Regions from separate parts of the Ovis aries genome. Here region 1 is linked to region 2. Evidence: chromatin contacts called from public Hi-C data. All regions are on one chromosome and are shown on one strand. Each heading gives the region's core, a stretch centred on a gene start, on an enhancer-like site or on the middle of the called end of the contact. The rest is flanking DNA. Distances are from core to core; before and after follow the strand shown.

What was found. Hi-C and Micro-C count contacts between places; a contact is called where the count stands out from the background.
Region 1: a contact with region 2 is called in a Hi-C map of skin fibroblasts, with 2.4 times the contacts expected there. The contact joins the promoter of SPCS1 here to the promoter of SFMBT1 in region 2. A contact is called at or near these places in 10 of 16 Hi-C or Micro-C datasets (blood, liver, mesenteric adipose tissue and 5 more).

The regions. Positions count from the first base shown.
Region 1 is chr19:48,246,557-48,251,190 of ARS-UI_Ramb_v3.0, forward strand. SPCS1 (signal peptidase complex subunit 1) reads right to left here and starts at 1,557. Exons shown (of 4, transcript XM_027958311.2): 1 at 1,407-1,557; 2 at 998-1,057; 3 at 833-919; 4 at 1-392. The coding sequence starts at 1,442. The coding sequence ends at 267. GLT8D1 (glycosyltransferase 8 domain containing 1) reads left to right here and starts at 1,629. Exons shown (of 10, transcript XM_060402502.1): 1 at 1,629-1,878.
Region 2 is chr19:47,967,605-47,972,540 of ARS-UI_Ramb_v3.0, forward strand. It overlaps SFMBT1 (Scm like with four mbt domains 1), which reads left to right and starts at 3,553. Exons shown (of 20, transcript XM_060402481.1): 1 at 3,553-3,854.

The sequences.
Region 1 (4,634 bases), core at 307-2,806, 280 kb after region 2:
CTTTTACTCATTATTTTGTAGGCCTGAAAGAAACTTTGCATACTTCTGTTTTCTGTTCTCCATTTCAGAGGAAGATTGTGAGGAGAAGGTCTAAAATATTTATAAAGCAAAACCCAAAAGAGAAATGAAATATGGAGAAAACAAAATCTATACACAGCTGAGCATAGGTGGTTTTTAGCTTATGTTTTATGTATGAAAACAGTTTAGCTCATGTCACACAAAACAAAAGCAGGTACAACAGTAAAGCTGAATCATGAAAACCCCAATCAATTATTTTTAGCATGTCTCTTAACTTTTCGCTCCCCTGGTTTCTTGTCTTCTGTGCTTGAGTCTTGAACAGGTAACCACTTGAGGGGGTGCCGGCGATAAATGGGCCATGGAGGAAGTGTCAGCTGGGTCAGAACAGAAAATCAATCAATTATGGCCATTAGAAGCTTGAAAGAGTATTATGTATTATGTCTGTTTCCCAAATGACTCCTTTGCTACAGGTAAAAACAAGGAAACCGACATTCCTATGAAAACTCTGCGCCATCACCCAGACAAGATACTTGAAGTAGGAACAAGCCTCATTGTTTACACATGGCTTTAAGAGCTAAAAGAAAGGTGAGGAGGGAGCAATGTGAAGACAATAAGGTCTTAAGTTCTAGCTTTGACCTTTAAGATTACTGCTTGGAGCAACTGCCAAAAGAAATAAGCTTTATGCAACTTAACCTCATCTGATGCTATCTGGCATTGAAACGTTGTGCACTGATTCTCAGTACTGCATCCAAACAAAATAACCCAATTCAGAAAACCTAACTTGCCACTAACATCCAAGCCATAAATATCTTACCAAACACGAAAAAGCAAATCCAGCCATAACTATATAGACAGTCCACCCGAACTGTTCAGCCAGGTACCCGTAGATAAATCCAACTATCTAAAGACAAAGAAAGTATATTAAACACAGTCAAGCTGGGGGTGAGGGTGGAAAAGATTATGTAAAACCAATACTTACTGCAGAAAAAAGAATAATTCCCTGAAACATCTGTTCAGCTAGCTTCTGGCCCTTGTAATCCTAGAGGTGAAGAAGAGCAAAGCAGGAGTTGGTTCCACCACCGAAGAGATACATTACTGCAAGGGCCTCACAGCTTTGGCACCAGGGCATTCCCAACATATGGGGCTCCCCCAACATATAGGGCTCCAAGAACCTAAGCAAGGAATGACATTCTGGGTTTCCCGGGGGAACCGAAGCATCCTCACGGAGCCCAGGGAGGGGCACCCTTGGGGGGAAGAGAAAAGGGCACCAGGTAGGTACAACTCGGTACCCGAGCCGCACGGAGTAGGTCTCGGACAAAGGTTGCGGAGCTGCCAGGCTTGCGAGCGGCGTGCAGGGATCATAGGGCCCAGGCGCGCAGCGGCCTCACCATTTGCGTGGGCAGTGAGCTCAGATGCTCCAACATGTCTGGTTCTGAAGGCGGGCGGCAGAGCGAGGGCAGCCGGGACTTAGGGACTCTAGGGCCCGGGGTCAGCTTCTTCTGACGAGTCCAGTTCCGCGGGCCTGCAGAGTCGAGGGTTGCGATGGCCGCGGCCCCGGAAGCGGATGTCTCCCACGGACCCGGTCGGCCCGAGGCCCCTCCCCGTGCCCCAGCTAGGCGACTTGTGCTTTCGCAGCTGGCCGTCGGCCGGCGCCCTCTCCGCTGGGGCTGAGATGCTGACGGCGGTAGCCGAGTCGAGGCATCACGCGCCCGTGAAGGGCTCGCCGTCAGCGCTCTTGGGTGCTGGGAGCGGCTGTCCCGGTCCCCCAAACTGTCCTCGGCTGGGCGGGCGCTGCTGAACTGCGGCCTGCGCGCGCCCCGTCTCCATGGCGACGGACTTCTCCCGGCGAGGACCCCACCGGTGGGGCTGCCCGGCGGCGCCTGCTCCGTGCGATGCCCTCGGGGTCCGAGCGGCCGACGGGCAGGGGTCTGTGGGGCTGCGCGGCGGCCGCGAAGCTAGCGGGCGGGCGGGCTTGGTCCGCAGTGCAGGCGACTCGGGCGGTCCGGCGGCTGGCTGGGCCCCGGGGCCTGCGGCAGGGGCGCTGAGCTGGCGGGGCGGGCCGGGGTGCGGGCAGCGGCTCCTCCTCCTCCGCGGACTGCAGGTAAGGGTTGCCGCGGGCAGCGTCCGAGGGGAACGGCTGGCCGGAACCCCAACCCGGGGTCTCGGAGCCTGGGCGGGGAGCCCGCCGAGCGTGTGCTCTGTGGAACACCAGAATTTAGAGGGGCACTACCCCAGAACGCTTCGTCCAGAGAAAGGGTATCCTGTCGGGGAGGGGTTCTCGCCGGCCCCTTCGCACCAGTGTGGGCAGCTCCCGCCCGCTGAGCCTCCAGGCTGCTCGGCGGCTGCTCTGGCCCCTTCACAGACTCAGACCGGCGAGGATTCGCACAGCCTCTCTCTCTCTCTCTCTCCCCCCCCCTCCTCTCTCTCTCTCTCTGCTGGTGTCTCTCTCAAAAGCTGAGGCCCTCCTCCTTTACTCTGAGGAAGGTGGAAGACTCACGTTCCAGAGAGAAACTGTTGTGGGAAACCTGGGCCGGGGGCGTCCCCACTGGTTCGCTGGCCTCTGTGCTGTGTTGCGCGCCAGAGTCACTCACAGACGCTGGGATTCTGGGCACTCCAGGGGCAGGTTGATGTGTGTGGTTGCTGCCCTCATTCATTAATCCGCAAATACACCCCGCAGCTTTTGTGTGTGTGTGTGTGTGTGTGTGTGCGCGCACGATACGGCCCTGACCAACGGGCCCTTGCCTTCCTGGAGCCCAGAATGTGTCAAGGGCGACAGCCATGTAACCCCAGAAGAATAAACCGGATTACTCGAGGGGTAGCGAAGCCCTGGATATTTGAGAACTCAGGGGAGATGCAACTGAATGCGGGATTTGAGGGAGGCTCCTTTAACTGCTGAAAGCCAAGTAGTAGCCAGATGAAGAGGTAGAGAAAGGGGATATACACCCTTAATACCTTTTCCACCTTTCAGTCTGGTGGAGACTAAGCCCTTTCCCTTGTATGTAGCCATAGACATATCACTCTGTTTATCCTTCTTTAAACGCACTTTACAGGGTAGCAGTTGCTGTAGATACTTTATGGTATTTGATCTATAAAGACAATTATGGGAAAAGGAGACTGCTTTTGTCAGATTTGATTTCAGAGAGATCTCCATTGGAATTTGTTTCCATGATTATTTTTAAAGATGATGTTCCCTTTCAGGGCTGAGAACCAGCCTTGCTCCTTGATTAACAAGATCATTCAACAAGTATCACATATCTACTATCGTTTGCCAGACGTGGTTTTAGATGGCAAGGATACACCAGTATACACTTTTCCCTGGAGTACACTGTTCTCAAAGAGCAGGGAAGACAGAATGAAGAAACAAATCAAATACATGAGATAATGTCAAAATTGAAGAGGAGGGTGGTAAGCTTTATTGATGGTCTCTGAGGGGATGGGTAAGAGGACCAAAAGGTGACCCTGGTCTTCTGTAGTCTCAACAAAGCCAGTTTGAATGGAAAAAATAGGGCTAGAAGTCTGGTTGAAGGAGGCTAAAGAGAGGACAGGAGGAAAGATACTGGAGCTGGAGGCTTTCGATCCTTTCAAGCTTTTTGTGTGAGAGGGAGCAGAGAAATGGGTCTGTGGGTCTACTGGGATTTGAGGAGTGATGTCTTTTTTAGTTTTTAATTAACTGAAAGGTACCAGAGCATGATAATATGCTGCTGAGAGTGTGTTCCAGCAGAGAGGGAAAGAGTTTGCTGTTGCTGCACCAAAGAATCAATTGTAGGATAGTTTGCAGAGTGTGAGTCGAATGGCCTTCCATGGGAGTATATAGCAACAGGAGGGAAAGCAGAAGATTCCGCTGAGAATGTGGGTACTAGGACATGTAGCCCCAAGTTGAAAAACATCAAGTGTTCCTTCCCCCTAAGGTTTCCTCACCCATATTTCTGGGAACAGCTGCCGTATCATTTGTAAACAAAATATTAATTTTCATAGTGGACAAGTGAATATCACTCATCAAGTTTTACACAGTTGTGTACTCTAGCAGAAATATAGTCAGTATTTTTGCACATCCTGCATGTACATGCAGTTTGGCTTTGAGAATTCTTTCTACCCAGATCAGTGAATTCCATTACCAGGAATTGCACCAGGAAAGGAATTATGGATCAGACACACTCCATCATAATCGGCATTTTGCATGTAGATAACCATGGAAGAGTTTTTGGAGCAAATGGTTTCTGCCATGCAAATCTACTTAAGTTCATCAAATACCTGCTAGGATTGTCTTTTCTTCTGTCTGGCCAGTTGCAATAGCACAAATACTCGTGCCTCTTGATCAGGATACTACCTGTAAGTAATTGTTGCTGGACATTGTTGAGCTAAACCATTGTCCTTTATACTATTCATTAAATGAGATTCATTAAAGTGAGATTGTTTTCTTCAGTCTTGATGGAAATTGGCTCCAAGCAGGCAGACAAAAGAACTGTCTGAGGAGCCCCCAGTCTCCCACCTTCTATAGGTCAGTCTCAGTCCTCAAGAGGAGATAAAGACACATAGCTCAGGGTATATAATGATATATATTCTTTAGAGAGGAAAGCTGTTGACATAGTATACTTTACATGTACTGCTTTAGAAAG
Region 2 (4,936 bases), core at 2,303-4,802:
CTTTTCCCAAGGTAGGTGACTGGGGAAAAGCAAGCTAAGTGCCTTAGGTAGACAGACAAGGAAGTGGAAAAATCTTGGGAGGCCTCCTGGAAGAGGTGGCTTTGGACTATGCCAATTATTTCTGAAAATTCTGTTGTGCTTATAGTTGGCAAAGAGTCTTTATGAACGTTATGGTCTTGGATTCTTAGAAGCCAGCAAGATAGGTGTCTTTATTTGCATTTTTATAGAGATGAGGAAATTGAGGCCCAGAGAGATGAAGGGTCCCATAACGGACATATTATTGGGGAATTTCCCTGGCAGTCCAGTGGTTAGGACTCCATGCTTCCACTGCTAGGGACCTGAGATCAATTGCTGGCTGGAGGACTAAGATCCTGCAAGTCACATGGCACCGCCAAAAATGAATAAATAAAACTCAATTAAAATTTAAAATAGTACATCTCATAAGCAGCGACTCAATCTGAACTTGACCCCCAATTGTGAGGAGAGAGAACCTTTTTAGGTGAAGTGGGCAAGGAAGACTTCTCTAAGGAGACCGCCTTCTTAAAAGATACTGGAACAATGAGATGGTACCAACCATGTGAAGGGCTGTGCATGAGGTGCGATGGAGAGTATCCCAGGCAGTGGAAATAGAGTGTGCAAGGGTCCTGAGGTGGGACGGGCCCTGGCATACTTTAGGGATGGAAAGGTACAGGTGAACTGAAGCAAGCAAGACAGGTGAATAGCCCTGGTGAGTTTGTAGGATGACCAGAGCCAGTTTCAGAGGCCAAAGTATGTCTTTTGACTTTTTCAAAGTGCAATAGAAAGCCCTGGGAGGCTTTTGAGTAGTGGTGTGCCATGATCAGAAGTCAGTTTCCTCCATGCTCCTCTGGCACTGCCTCTGTGAAAAACTACCATCCAAATTTCCAAGCAGCAGAGGGGTTGAGGAGCTGGCCCACCTAGTTTGTGTTCTAGCTATGCCTCTCACTGAGTGATCTGGACGCTCCCAGTTTGTTCTTTGTCCTTAAGAGAATGCCACGACCTATGCTGGGGGATGTTGCAAGGAGTAAAAATTTCCTGTATGTGCACACATGCCCACACCTACACAGGGCCCTGCACAAGCCAGGCTTTTTTTTTTTTTTAATTTCATTTATTCATTTTTGGCTGCCCTGGGTCTTTGTCGCTGCTTGTGGACTTTATCTAGTGGCGGAAGGCTCAGCATTTGTGGCGCGGGGGCTCAGCTGCTGCAGTGGCATGTGCGCTTTTCCCGGGCCAGGGATGGAACTTGTGTCCCTTGCATTGGCAGGAGGACTCTTAACTACCAGACCACCAGGGAAGTCCCAAGTCAGACTCCTAAATGCTGTTCCTTGTGGCTCTCTGCTCTTCCTGTTCTTCAGGGGTCATGAAGGTGAGCAGCAGAGAGAGGCTGGAGTCAATGAGGAAACTCACTTCTCAGTTTTAAAATATCTGGATAAATGGAAAGATAGCACATGTCCTGGTTGGGAAAATGAAATATTAAGACATATTTGATCTGTTCAAATGAATTCATAGGTTTAATGTAACCCTATGCAAAATCTCAATTTTTTGCAAATATCAGTAACAGCTGATATTTACTGAGTATATATATGAATGTTATATATACATACATATTATATGTTACACACACACACACACACACACTATGTGCTAGGCATCATTTAGCTTATGTTACTTTTATTCCCATTTTATAGACCAAGACCCTAAGGCCTGGGAATCATAAGCAACTTGCCAAGGTCACAGTTCTGGTGAGTGTTGAAGCTGGATGATCCTCTCTCCAAAGTGAGCACTCTTAATTCCTGTATGATGATCCTAGAATGTGTATGGATTTATACTATTCTGTATATCAAGTGATAAGTCTGAATGAAAGAAGACCCTATGAGGGGGGATTCTAGCCCTGCCAGATGTGAGAACGTATTTTAAAGAGCCAGTATTTAACTCCACATGGTATTTCCTTAAACCAAAGTCTGTGAAAAGAAATGGAGAATTCAGAAATAGACCAACCAAAATCAAATGCGTAGCATTAACGTAGATTTTACTAGGCAAAGGATAAGGTAAGAATTATTTAATAAATGGTGATTGCGTGAAGAACTGGTGATGATGGTGGTTACTTAAAATCCGTATTTTACTCCCACACAGCAAAATAAACTTGCCATGGATAACCACCAAAGAATTAAAAATAAAATTTTAGAAAACTAGCAGAATGCAGACTATCAGATGAATGGAAGAAAGCTCACTTTGTCAGCACTGAAGCAATTGAAAAAATAAAATAAAAAAGGACCAGAATGGCAGATTGAATAAAACAAAAAAGAACAATGGACTGGGAAATATTTGAATCACTGATGATAGAGTAGTATCTGCAACATAAAAAATTCTTATTCAAAATTAGAAGAGGTTCGAGTCCCCAAAAGACAAATGGGTGTGAACAGATCATTTACAGAAAGGGAAATTTAGGTAGTAAATGCATGGGAAAACATTTTAAAGTCACCTAAGAAATACTGAAGTAACCTTGAACTACCAGTAGACACTGCTAAAATAGAGGAGCAAAGATGGCATCCAATACTTAGAAATGTGTATTGAACTCTTTATACTTGTTCTTGGCAGGTGCAGAATGAGTGGGGCTGCTGTTTGGAAAGCTCTGTGGCACTGTGGGCTAAGATAATCCTGCTGTTCCTTAACCTTCCACCTGGTTATTCAATTGCCAGGAGTTTGTCTAAGTGCTGAACTAAGAGATACATTAGCAAACAATAATCAGGGACCAAAATAGGCAATACTAGGAGACAGAGTGAATGGATGACGGTAACTGCACACATGAAAAATGAATGTGAACAAAACAAAAATGTTAAAAAAAATGTCAGTGATGGTAGCAAACACAAAAGAGGATGTGTGGTTGCAACTATGTAAAGACTTGCATATAGGCGGAAGGTTTCATGTTTGAAAAGTTGCATTTTGTAGTATTATGGATACTACTTTGCTACTTTTGCGTTTCTTCCTGTTGTCATATTGTCTCTTCAGTGGCATTGAAAAAAAAAAAATCTAGATTCAAATCTAGCCAGTGGCGTGACTTTGAGCAACACTGTCTGTGAAGTAGGGTAATATTTCCCAGCGCAGTGGCTGAGATCATTGGGAAGTGACTTGAGCCGCATTTGGCACCCCAGACCTCCTTCTTGCTGTGGGGGCGCCTCTTCCTTCCTGAAAGACAGGAATCATCAGAGCCCTGTCAGAGACCTCCTCCCAGGGCCCGGGAATCCGGGCACTCCAGGGTTTCCGTGGTGCAGGGACTCCCTTCTGCAGGGAACTCTACAAAGCAGGTGGGGATCCGGGTGTCTCACTGCCACCTGCCCTCGCTGGGGAAGGGGCGAGCTCGGGGAACACAATCGCCTGTCGGCACCTCGGGTTTCGGGGCCGGCTTGTAGCCACCTCCGACCTTCTGTCCCAGCCCGGAGCCCCCTGCTCTCCCGCCGGAATTCGACAGCCGTCTTGTGCCCCCTCGCTGGGGCCCCGAGCGACAGGAAAACTAGGATTTACAGGGTGCCTCCTGCGGAAGCCGGGAGACACCCGGTGCGCCGGGGGCCCAGGGTCTGACTTTGCAGACAGGGGGCACTTGGGTGCTTTCCAGATCTCACGGGAAGGTCCTCGACGTGGGCCTGGCGGACGGACGCAGCCCTCTCCCGCGGCGACACGCGCCGATCTGGCATCCAGTTGTCGCTCTGTCCGTTCCTCCGCTAATGCCATCTTGCCGGAGGCTGTCACGTGCGGACAACAGCATCGCGCTTCACCTCGGACGCCAAAAACGACACCAGGACGCCACCAAGTTCCCTGGACTCCATCCTCAACCCGAGGTGAGGCGCAGGAGACCTTCCCTCGTGGGTCGGAGCAGGGACTCGGTGGGCGCTGGGTCCCTGGGCGCGTCTTCCCGTCGGGGCCAGTCCGCTCCAGCCTGCAACGCCGTCGGATTTGGGGGGCGCAGCAGTTAGCTCTGCGCCACGGCCTCGAGGTGTCAGCTGTAAGTTGTGGGCTGGGGGCACGAGGGGCCGGGGCGGCTGCCGGCGGGGGTCCCGGAGGACCCTCGTCCGCTGCCGCCTCGTCTCCCGTACTGACCCAGCTGAGCCGGAAGACAAGCGAGCTAGCTCGGAGAGGCCCGGCAGGGGGGCGCCACGCGCGCCGCGCGAGGGGCGCGGGCTGCCGGGAGGAGCGCGGAATGAGGGGGGGGGGCGCGGGCGCATGCGCCCTGCGCCCGTGCCATATTGGAATGAGTCGGAGCGCGGAGCGCCGCCGCCGCCGCCGCCTCCGCCGGAGCGCGGGTGGAGGGGGGCGGGGAGAGCTGCCGGCCGCCCCGCTCCGCGGAGCCCAGCAGGAAGGAGGGCGCGAGCGGGCGAGCGCGGGCGGCGCTAGCGGAAAAAGCTTCCGCGCGGGGGGAAGAAAAGAAGGAAAGAAAGAAAGAAAACGAGCGCGAGAAGGGAAAAGCGAGCGATTGAGCGAGGGCGCGCGCGAAAACTCCCGGCAGGTAAAAAAGCGGGGCCGCCGGCTGGGCCTTCCCGCGCGGCGGCCTGAAGGGGCGGCGGCAGCGCCGGGGCGGTGGACCGCGCGGCGGCCCCCTCGAGGCGGCCGCGCAACTTTGCCAACGAAAATCCACCGGGAGCCGGAGGGCGGCGGGCGCGCGGGCTGAGGCGCCAACGGGCGGCGGCGGCACGTTGGGGGCGGGGGCGGGGCGGGGGGGGGGAAGCGCGGCGCCCGCGCGCGGCCTCGCGCGGCCCCGCGCGCCGGCCGGCCGGGCGGTAGGAGCGCGCCTGGGTGTCTCGCTGAGGCGGCGGCGGCCGGCAGTCCCGGGCGGACTCGCGCGGCGCGCGGCAACCCCAGGGCGTGAAAGGAAAGTGGCCGGGCGGCGGTACTGCGGGCGCCCAAGTTCCCCGGCGCGCTGGGC